Regions from separate parts of the Sus scrofa genome. Here region 2 is linked to region 1. Evidence: chromatin contacts called from public Hi-C data. All regions are on one chromosome and are shown on one strand. Each heading gives the region's core, a stretch centred on a gene start, on an enhancer-like site or on the middle of the called end of the contact. The rest is flanking DNA. Distances are from core to core; before and after follow the strand shown. Region 1 holds the start of AIP (AH receptor-interacting protein). Region 2 holds the start of GRK2 (G protein-coupled receptor kinase 2).

Evidence for each region. Hi-C and Micro-C count contacts between places; a contact is called where the count stands out from the background.
Region 2: a contact with region 1 is called in a Hi-C map of embryonic fibroblasts, with 2.5 times the contacts expected there. The contact joins the promoter of GRK2 here to the promoter of AIP in region 1. A contact is called at or near these places in 2 of 5 promoter capture datasets (fetal liver and liver), 9 of 47 Hi-C or Micro-C datasets (alveolar macrophages, embryonic fibroblasts, heart right ventricle and 5 more) and 2 of 2 datasets of contacts at active chromatin or transcription factors (alveolar macrophages and skeletal muscle).

Annotation. Positions count from the first base shown.
Region 1 is chr2:5,045,892-5,051,094 of Sscrofa11.1, reverse strand. It overlaps AIP (AH receptor-interacting protein), which reads left to right and starts at 2,210. Exons shown (of 6, transcript XM_003122456.3): 1 at 2,210-2,435. The coding sequence starts at 2,337. LOC102167294 (a long non-coding RNA gene) reads right to left here and starts at 3,252. Exons shown (of 2, transcript XR_002341427.1): 1 at 1,776-3,252; 2 at 1-810.
Region 2 is chr2:5,224,418-5,229,620 of Sscrofa11.1, reverse strand. GRK2 (G protein-coupled receptor kinase 2) reads left to right here and starts at 2,206. Exons shown (of 21, transcript NM_001244878.1): 1 at 2,206-2,289. The coding sequence starts at 2,219.

The DNA of each region.
Region 1 (5,203 bases), core at 961-3,460:
ATGTTAAACCTTTCTTACTTTCTTGGAATGAGTCCTACTTGATTTGGGGATTTTTTTTTTTTTTGAAAAAAAAAATTGAAATTTTTGTGGTAAAATACATATAACATAAAATTTACTATCAAACTTTTTTTTTTTTTTTTAAGGGCCACACCCACGGCATACGGACGTTCCTAGGCTAGGAGTTGAATTGGAGCTCTAGTTGCAGGCCTGTGCTGAAGCCACAGCAATGCCAGATCCGAGCAGAGTCTCTGGCCTACCACACAGATCATGGCAACGCTGGATCCTTAACCCACTGGGGTTGGGTTCCTTACCCCTGAGCCACGGCAGGAACTCCTATCTTGAACATTTTGAAGTGCGTAGTTCCATCGCGCCCGCTATGTTCACAGCATTGTACAGCCGGTCTCCAGGACTTCTTTGTATTCCAGGACAAAACTTGGTATTTCCCTCCCTCCTCTCACCCTACAACTTTGTCTATGAACTCGACTACTCTAGGTTCCTCCTATAAATGGAATCACGTAGCATGTGTCTTTTTGCAAATGACATTCACTTAGCATATGGACACATTTTTATATATACCAGTGGATTCAATCAGCTTAACATTCCTCTAGGGTTTTTCAGACCTATATGAGCAAAATGAGTGTATGCTTTTCTTGGTTTATGGTATCCTTATCTGGTTCAGGAAATAAAATGAAACTAGCCTCATAAAACTTGTTGGTTGGCGTTCTCTCTTTTTCCATTTTCCGGGACAATCTGTGTAAGATACAAACTACTTGTTGCTTCAGATTTGGCAGAACTTGCCTGTAGAACTTCCTGTGTGGGCAAAAAACAAAAGCAAAAAACAAACAAAGCATGTTTCCCTTTCACCCCAGATGTTCTGCCTCTCCCAGGGGACTTCTTGTGGGAAATGAACCACTATAAATATCTGAGGCCCTTAGCATGCTGGTCAAAGGGGACGGACAGTGATTTTTCATGGTTATGAGGATGGGATGAAGACAGGCCCTAAAACGGTCCCTTTATTTGGTGACCTAAACTTCAAAAGTGGGAAAAGAGGCGTTCCCGTCGTGGCTCAGCAGAAGTGAATCTGACTAGCATCCATGAGGACGAAGGTTCGATCCCTGGGATAAGGATCCGGCATTGCCATGAGCTGTGGTGTAGGTTGCAGACACGGCTCAGATCTGGCGTTGCTGTGGCTGTCATGTAGGCAGGCAGCTACAGCTCCGATTCGACCCTAGCTTGGGAACCTCCATATGCCTCTGGTGTGGCCCTAAAAAGATTTTTTAAAAAAGGGGAGGGGAGAAGATTCTTATAGCAGCCATTCTTCACAGCCAATCACCAGAGCCAGAGAGAAGACAGAACCAGAGAGAAAAATGCTGTCTTAGCCCCGCAGTACCTCATTTCTATCATTCATGTACTTTCTGATATTCACCAGGCACCTACTATGTGTCAGACACCTACTATGTGAGGACACACCCACCCTAGACCCCTCAAGGAGCTGTCTCTTGGGGAGCATGGGAGTGATTCTCACAGGGCTACTGAAACCCTCCTTCCCCCTCCTTCTTATGCCTACTTTGTTTATTTTAGGGCGCCCCCCCATAAGGAAGTTCCCAGGCTAGGGTGTCAAAAGAGAGCTGCAGCTGCAGGCCCACCCACAACCGCCTCCAAATCCCAGCCGGGTCTGCGATCTACACGGCAGCTTGCAGCAGCACCAGATCCTGAACCCATAGAGCGTGGCCGGGGACCGAACCCACATCATGGATACTAGGCGGGTTCCTTACCGTTGAGCCACAACTGGGAACGCCTATCCACTTCTTTTGTCAAAGAGGAACATCCAGGACCCAAAAGTCACGACTATGGTGCTAGATATGCTCAAAGAAAGGAAAGCCTAGAAAGGAATACCCGAAAATAGTAGTTTTAGGGGGTGGCGTTACGGTCGAGCTCCCCTCGCCCCATTCCAGCTCCCTAATGCTCTTATACTTCTACTACTTTAAATGGAGTGGCTCACGGCCACGTGGGAGGGCCCTCTGGAAATCAGTTCAATGACATAATTGTTAGGGACGCCCTCGCCCCGCGGGGCGGACTCCAACCCCGCCTTTCTGACAGGCCCGGGCCCTCCCCTTGGACCGTCTTAGGCCCCGCCCCCGATTGGACCCGCGCGCTCAGCGCCGCACAGAGAACCAATCACCGTCCGCCTCCACGTTCGGGCCCTTTTTGGCGTCTGCCCTCAGCCAAAATGGCGCCAGCTCGGAAGTTGCCGAAGTGCTAGAAGTTGCCGAAGCAGGTCCGGAAGCTGCCGAGCGAGTCCGGAAGTTGCCGAAAGAGAGCAGCGGGGAAGGAGGATGGCGGATATCATCGCAAGACTCCGGGAGGACGGGATCCAAAAGCGTGTGATACAGGAGGGCCGAGGAGAGCTCCCTGACTTTAAGGATGGAACCAAGGTTCGTGTCTTCCCTTCTCCCCTCAATCCGACCGCGGCGCGCTGCGCATGCGAGGCGGGAGGAGGCCTTAGGCGAGAGATTGCGCATGCTCAGATAGCAGTGGTCGGTGACCCTACCGCGCACATGCCGAGCTCGACGCTGGTTGGTCTAGATTTAAGTAGAGGGTGAGTTCGGATGTGCGTCTGCCCCGCCCCCTGGCTTCGCTGTGTACCGCATTGGTCCGGGAGGCGTCCGTCATCGCACACTGGTTGTAGGAGGGGGGGGGTTGACCTCGTTGATTGCGCAGACCCAGAGCTGGATAAGACCCTAAACAGGAAACCCAGGCTCTGGGAGGGGCCCCTGGGTTGCAAGGTTCAAGATCTTTTATAGATGGAAGGCCCTTCTGAAAACACAGACCAGCTCCCATTGCTTAGATGGGAAAACTGAGGCCCTGGGGCGCACAAACCCAGAGAACAGGCCCAGAGGTCAGGTCTGCCAAATCAGAAGCCTTTGGGCAGCTTTCCACCTGCTCTACCTGTCATCGCTAGGGACAGATAAGGGCTGGGAAGTAAAGAACCTCCTAGCTTCCTCCTTGGTACATCCAGGGCCCCGGCTTCAGCCTCTCCAGCCCCTTCCCTCAAACAATGTACATCTCCAGGCTTCCTTGCTTCTGGTCATGCAGTTCCCTCCTCCTGGAGGGCCTTTCTCCGATGCCACTTGTCTGTAGAGCAGGGAGCTTCCTGGGGGTAGCCCTGTGCCCAGCAGAGCCGTCACACAGGACATGAAAATTGAGCAAATGCGTAACGATGCCAGCCCCCAAAATAACTGAAGTGACATACCTCGTTGATGACTAGAACGGTTTAACATTTAAAAAATACTGGGGACACCAAAAGTAAGAGCTGCCATCAATGAGGGCATGTTTCCTGGGCAGAGCTATGCTCGGATCGGGCAGGTGAAGATCCCAGCCTGTCCCCATGTGAGTGCTCCGAGGGCAGAGCTGCGTAGCTCTAGTGATCAGTGATACTAAGAAGGACCTTCCTGAGTGGAAAGAAGGGATGTGGATGTGGGCGGATTCCCCCACCAGCTGGGGGCTTTGGGGCTTGAAAGAGGTCCTGGCAAGGGAGCTGCTGGAGGGAACAGACACCACATGGAGAGAACACTGTAAAAATAGCGAAGCCCTACCGCCAATGACACCAAAGAAGAGGGCTGGGTAAATTAAGGAACCCACCCCCTGTGTTGATGGAGGGCTCACATGAGCACCAGGCTAAATGCTTGACAAGTTTATTTTCTTTCATTCTCACAGTGTAGGGTAGGTGCTATTGTTGACTGCATTTTACTGATGCGGAAATGGGGTTCAGAGGAGTGGCATGGCGTGGCGGTGAAGAGTGTGGGCGCCTCTAACCATATCCTGTCGAGGCTTGGTTTTTGTCTTTTTTTTCCTGCTGTGCCCAAGGCATGGGGGAGGTTCCCAGGCCAGAGATCAAACCCACTCCACAGCAGTGACAACGCTGGCTCCTTAACCCTTGGAGCCACAGGGAACTCTGAGGGTTCAGTCTTTAGACCTCTCTTCACTCACCCTGAGATAATTTCATCCAGGCTCCTGTCTTTAAAAAAACTCTCCATGCCTGGACCACTCCCCATGGTATATCTCTAGCCTTACTGCTCCCTTGAACTTGATTATCCAGTTCCCTGCTCACCACCTCCACCTGGATGTCTCGTTGGCAACTCAGACTCAACCTGCTCCCCCATCTCAGTTAAGGGCACCTCCAACCTTCTGGGTGCTCAGGCCAAAGACCTCCCAGTGTCCATGGCAACCTCCATCCTCTCACATCCCACAGCGGATGCTCGGGTGCATACCCACAGTCTGACCCCTTCTCACATTACAGCTCTGGTCCAGACCGTCGTCTCTCCCCTGGGTTATTGCAGGACCCTCCTAACTCACCTTCCTGCTTCTGTCCTCCCTCCTCTCCAGCCTGTTCTCACCGCAGTAGCAGCAGAACCCACGGCAGCGAGTGTCCCTCCTCTGCTGGGTCCAGCCCCCAACCTGGGCACCTCCCCTCTCAAAGTCCTCACCCAGCCTGTGGGGGGCCCTCCCTACCCACCAGTGAGCCCGAAATGCATCACCCCACCCCCTCGATCACTCTGCTTCTGCTACCTTGCCCTCCCGCTTCCTGAACAGCCCACACACCACCCCTCTGTAGGGCTCTGGCACCTGCTGCTCTTTTGGCCTGTGACACCCCCCCCCCGCTTCCTAAAGCTGCATCTGCCTGGCTTACTCCTCCCTTCAGATCGCTGCTTCAATGTTGCCCTGGCAGAGACCCCACCCCCACTCCAGCTCACCCTGCCTTGCCCCACTGCATTTTCTTTTTTTTCTTCTTCTTTTTTTGGGGGGTTTCCCCGTGGCATATGGAGCTTCCCAGGTTAGGAGCCAAATTGGAGCTACAGTTGCCGGCCTACATCACAGCCACAGCAATGCCGGATCCTTAACCCACTGAGCGAGGCCAGGGATTGAACCCGCAACCTCATGGATTCATTTCCGCTGCGCCATGACGGGAACTCCTGCCTTTTGTTCTCTGGCCCACAGCACTTCGCTCCACCTCGTGAGGCGTGTTTTGCTTGTGGACCCTCTCTTTCCTGTAGAAATTCCGTGTGACCCCAGGGGGGCGGGCAGTATTGTCTGTTTTGTTCACGGCTGGGCCTAGCACAGAGCTCAGGCCTGTAGTAGGTGCTCAGTGAATATTTGTTGAAAGAACGATCGGAGCCAGGCGTCTTGGCCCCCAGCCCGGCCC
Region 2 (5,203 bases), core at 957-3,456, 180 kb before region 1:
TAGTTCTCTGTGCTATACAGTAAAATTTTGTTTGTTGCTTATCCCCTCCATGTATTATAGCTTACCTTTTTTTCTTGTTATCTTTTTTTTTGGTCACAGCGGGCAGTGGCTTGATGTGGGATCTCAGTTCCCAGATCAGGGATCGAATCCGGGCTGCAGGGGTGAAAGCACCAAGTCCAAACCACTGGACCACCAGGGAACTCCCCAGAAGCAGATGGGTTTAAGAAGAGCCTCAGGAGGCCAGATAGGAGGGTGTGGTGACAGATCAGGGTTGGAGGAGGGAGAGGGTCAAGGATGATGTCTGCAGTTCTAGCTTGGGCATCTGGGTGGATGGTGGTGCCCCCACTGAGAAGGGGACCTCGCCATCTTCAAGTGATCTTGCCATCTTCCAGGCTCTGCCAAGGCTGATTTCAGAAGGTAGGCTGAGAAGTGCACAGAGTCTCCTGCTTTGCAAAAGGGTACTGGTTGTTGGCCCACAAACTGGCGTGAAGCTTGGGCCCCAAGTACCTAGGACGGGGAGGGGATCTTGTCACCTTGGAAAGCAGAGAGAGGCTCTAGAGTGGCATGTTGTGATAGCGGGTGCTGCTTGGAGACACATGGGTTCCTGTCCCCATGGGCTCTCAGCAGAGTAAGTGCCCCTGGCCAGGCAGCACTGTGACCCCCCATGCCCTCCCAGGTCCTGGGGGTAGTGGGGCAAGGGGGGCGATGCAGGGTCCTTGGTCCTGAGTGGGAGTCCTGGGGCCAGGATTGGGTCTGGAGCAGGAGGAGTGAGGATTGGGACTCATGGAGGTCTGGAGTCTGACTGCATTTTTCAGCTCCCAGGTCCATGGCAACCTGTTCAATGTTCTAGGTCCAGTCTCAGTCCCAGTTGGATGTCCTGGTCCTGGGTCCATGTTCAGAGTTTTTTGGGGTTTTTTTGTCTTTTCGCCATTTCTTGGGCCGCTCCTGCAGCACATGGAGGTTCCCAGGCTAGGGGTCTAATCAGAGCCGTAGCCACCACCCTATGCCACAGCTCATGGCAACGCCGGATAATTAACCCACTGAGCAAGGCCAGGGACCGAACCCGAAACCTCATGGTTCCTAGTCGGATTCGTTAACCACTGCGCCACGACGGGAACTCACCATGTTCAGAGTTTTTGATGTTGGGTCTAGAACCCTGGTCTGCAGTGAATGGCCCACATCTGGGTCTGGGCCCTGCTCTCAAGTCCAGGGTTTAGGGTCATGATAGCGGTCTGAGTCTGAGGGTGGGATCAAGGTTGGGGTCAGCAACCAAGGTGGGATGGAGGTCGTGGTCCGTGGGTGGCATCAAGTGTTTGAGGTCATGGTCCACAATCTGGGTCTGGGGTCAGTGGTAGGGTCTGGATGTGAAGGGCGGGGGGGTGGGCTCAGAGTGTTGATCCCAGGCCATGGTCAGAGTCTGAGGTGGTGGTCCAAGGTCTAGGTCTGAGGTCCTGTTCGGAGTCTGGGGTCAGGAATGTTATCCGGGTCTGCGGTGCGATTTCCGACTGTGTCCAAGGTCAGGGGTCAGGGGTTACAGCCAGGCTCTGAGACCCAAGTCCCTGGGATTACGTTCTGAAACGCCAGTCTGCGGTCCCGGCCATGGCCTCTTGTGGAGTCTGGGATCCGAGCTGCGGTCCAGGTCTGGGTCTGGGGGCTTCTTCGGGCCAGGTCCCTGCCGTGTTCCACGTCCGGGGTCAGGGTCTCGGCTGAAGGTTGGGGTCCGAGATCCGAGGCCACGGGGCGGAGCTGAGACGGGGTCCGGGTGGCCCCGGGGGTCAGTCTCAGGCCACCCGCGCGGCCTCCAGGGGGCGCCGCCGCCCGGCCGCCCGGCCCCTCGCGGGCTCGCTGGCGCTGTGCGCGGCAGGCGGGGCCGGAGGCGGCGGCGGCTCCGGGGCGCGGGTGGCGGCGGCGGCGGCGGCGGCGGTGGCGGTGGCGGCGGCGGCGGCGGCGGCGGCCCGACTGCAGTCCCGGCGGGAGCGGAGCGAGCCGGGGCCGGGCCCGAGCCGGCGCCATGGGGCGGCGCCGCCTGTGAGCCGCGGCGAGCGGAGCCGCGGGCGCCCAGCGGGGCCAGGCGGGCGGCGGCGCCCGAGGCCGACGGAGCGGCCGGGCCGGGCCGAGCGCGCCGAGCGGAGCGGAGCGGAGCCGAGCGGCGGGAGAGGCCGCCGCCGCCGCCAAGATGGCGGACCTGGAGGCGGTGCTGGCCGACGTGAGCTACCTGATGGCCATGGAGAAGAGCAAGGCCACGCCGGCCGCGCGCGCCAGCAAGAAGATCCTGCTGCCCGAGCCCAGGTGAGGCGGGCGCCGGCCCCGCGCCCCGCGGCCCCAGACCCCCGGGCACTGGCCCCGGGACCCCTTCTGCCCCCGGCGCCCCGGGCCTGTGCACCTGAACCCGGCGCGCCCCAGCGCCGGGCTTGCCAGCTCCCCTGGCTCCCCGACCCGCCCGGTGCCCCCTGCCCCACTGTGCCTCCCTCTCCCGTCACACACTCTGCCTGGCCCCGGTCTCTGTCGGCCCCAGGGGCTCCCTGCTCCCCTTCATTCTCCTCGGGTAGCCCTGGGTCCCCTCCCCTGCCTGCCCCATCTGCCTGGCCGGACTCTTCCTCCCTTCGTTCCGCTGCCCCTGCTCCCAGCACCCGCCCCCCGGGTGCCACTGCCCCCACCCTGGCCCCCTCGGGTGGACACTTGCCTGAGGTTTGGGGGATACTGGGTCTTCCCCATTCTTCGGGTGGGTCGTTGGCTTGGGGTGGGGTTTGAATTCGGCTTTAGGGGCTGGGGCGGTGGTGGGGAGCAGGGTACGGTGTGCGCCCCATCCCATTAAGACACCATCTGTCCCTCTCCCCGCGAATTCGTCCTCCGGCAGGCCCTGCTTGCGGTGCCCTGTGGGTGCCATTTGCCAGGGGACGTCCCGGCACCCCTGCAGCAGCTGGACCACGGCTGCCACCTCTCTGTGAGACAACTGATGACATTGCACCTGATATCAAAGTTTAAACTGTTCAGGATTTAGGGACAGGAACAGACAGGATACAGGCAGTAGCTCAGGCTGTCCAGTGTTTTATGGCTTCTAGAGTATTTTCCCATTGTTTGAGCGTCAAGCAGCCCATGGGTGGGTAGAACCAGTGTGGAACAGGTGGGGAAGCCGAAGGCCCAGATGGGAGTAGCCTGCTCAGTGTCACAGGTAGTCCAGGGTGGTGCCTGGCTGCCAGATCAGGGCTTCCGGCTGCTGGTTCCACAATGTGGCCACCCTTCTGGCCTGAGCGGGGACCTGTTATTCTGCAACTGCAAGAGCCACGGGCCTACCACCAGTCCCAGCAACTCCTCTATCTCTGCCTGGGAGTTGCCATGCTGAGGCCCAGCCGGCCCAGCCGGCCCAGGAGCCTGGGCCCCTCTGAGCTGTCATGGTCTTATCATGTGACTTTGGGCAAGTCCCTTCCCATTTCAGGGCCTCAGTGTTCTCATCTGTGAAACGCGGTGGGTGCGAAATAAGGACTGTGACCGTGGCATCCTGAGTGTCTGAAGCAGGGCCCAAAGCTGCGGGGCCAGCATCTCCGGTCCCCTCCACTGGGCCCTGTTTGCTGGCTTTCGAATTGACTGAACACCAGGCCTGGGAGAGGAAAATCGGTCTGCATTTTGAAAAGGCCGTTAGGGCACCCCCCCCCTTTTTAAGACATTTGCAATCAGATTTCTCAAAACAGGAACCAGACTGACTGTCAGCTGGGGGCTGTCCAGGGAGCAGCGACAGTTAGAACAAAATGAGTTCAGAAATGACAAAGCCACGAGGGAGGAAATGGGGGCGTCAACCTCTGGGGTTCGCAGTGACTCTCCGTGGTGGCCGCGGGCCTCAAGACCCTCCTGTGGGTCGGACTTGTGTAAACTGTGAGGCGGGGCCTTTTCTAGAATTCTCTGCGTTTGGGTAATCTCGTCCCAGAATGCTTTGCTGCCGACGGGGCCCCGCCTTGGGTTGGCTCTGCAGGTGCTAGAACCCCGAGAACCAAGATGGTCCTTTCCCTGTCCCTTTACCCGCCATGATCGTGATGGCGGCGGTAGGCCTGATGGTGGAAATGAGAATAATTGACTTGTTTGGGACATGTGTCATCTCAGTCGAGCCAAAAACCAACCTGTGGGGTTGGCAAGGCCGTGCCTCGCGTGTAGTAGTTGCTCAAGAAATTTCAGGACTGTGTCGAGTCTGAAACCAGGTGGGCCGGGAGTTTTAGGGGAACAGCAAGAGCCGGAGAACCAGGTATTGTGAGTCCTCACGTAGGGTCACGATCTGGCGGCATGATGTTGGCTAGATGGCCCACGCCATGAGACGGACTAGTGGCCCCAGCAGTGGCCGTTCCTGCACCAAGGCCACGAGGGGCCTCCCGCCTCGGAGGAGACGCCGTCCTTTGCTTTGTGCTTTGCCCACAGGTCAGAGGCCTCCTGGGTCAGAGGCCTCCTGCCCTGGACATCATTAGGCTGTCGCGTACGTTTGCCTGGCACGTCCCAGTTTGCAGAGTGCCTTTTACTCCATTTTATCCTTTTCACAAAACTGTGGGAAGCAAGCATGGCAGGTGGTATTTTCTCATTTAATAGTTGAAGCAACTGAAGCTCAGAGACTTGGTCCCGGAGGCGAGGCAGAGATGGCACTTGGGGTCTCTGGACTCCCACGTGCTCTGCCCCTGCTGTGCCTCATTTCTTCCGCACGCCCGCTCCGTACCTCCGCCCTCACCCGGTCCTTGTTTCGCGGAATGTGCCAGTTGGCACCCCTTGCCCGGGGAGCTGTGGCTCTGTGAGGTGGCCTGGAAGCAGCAGGGCAGCCCCCAGCACCATAACTGTCTTGGGTCACAAGGCTCAGCTCCACACCTGAGGTCATGTCTTGCCCACCTGAGGTCAAGGTCGGGGAGAAAGGCCAAGGTCTGTCTGTGACAGGTGCCATTTGGAGTTTTTCCCACCTTGGGGTGGTCCGTCTTGGCAGCCTCCCTGCGGCTGGTGCCCGAGTTGTGGCTTGGCCGGGAGCTGGGGCTGGCATCGAAGTTCCGACTTCTCAGGGCTGGGGAGCAGGAGCTGTTGGGCACAGCGCCACTTTGAGTTGGCACAGGGGCCTCCCCTTCTGTCACCCTGTAGAATCCGAGGAAACAGACCCATTTCTCGCCCTTCTCGTGGAGGAGGCAGCTGGGTCGCTGGGACCCCATCTTCTAATCCTGCTGCGGTCCCAGCTCACATGGGA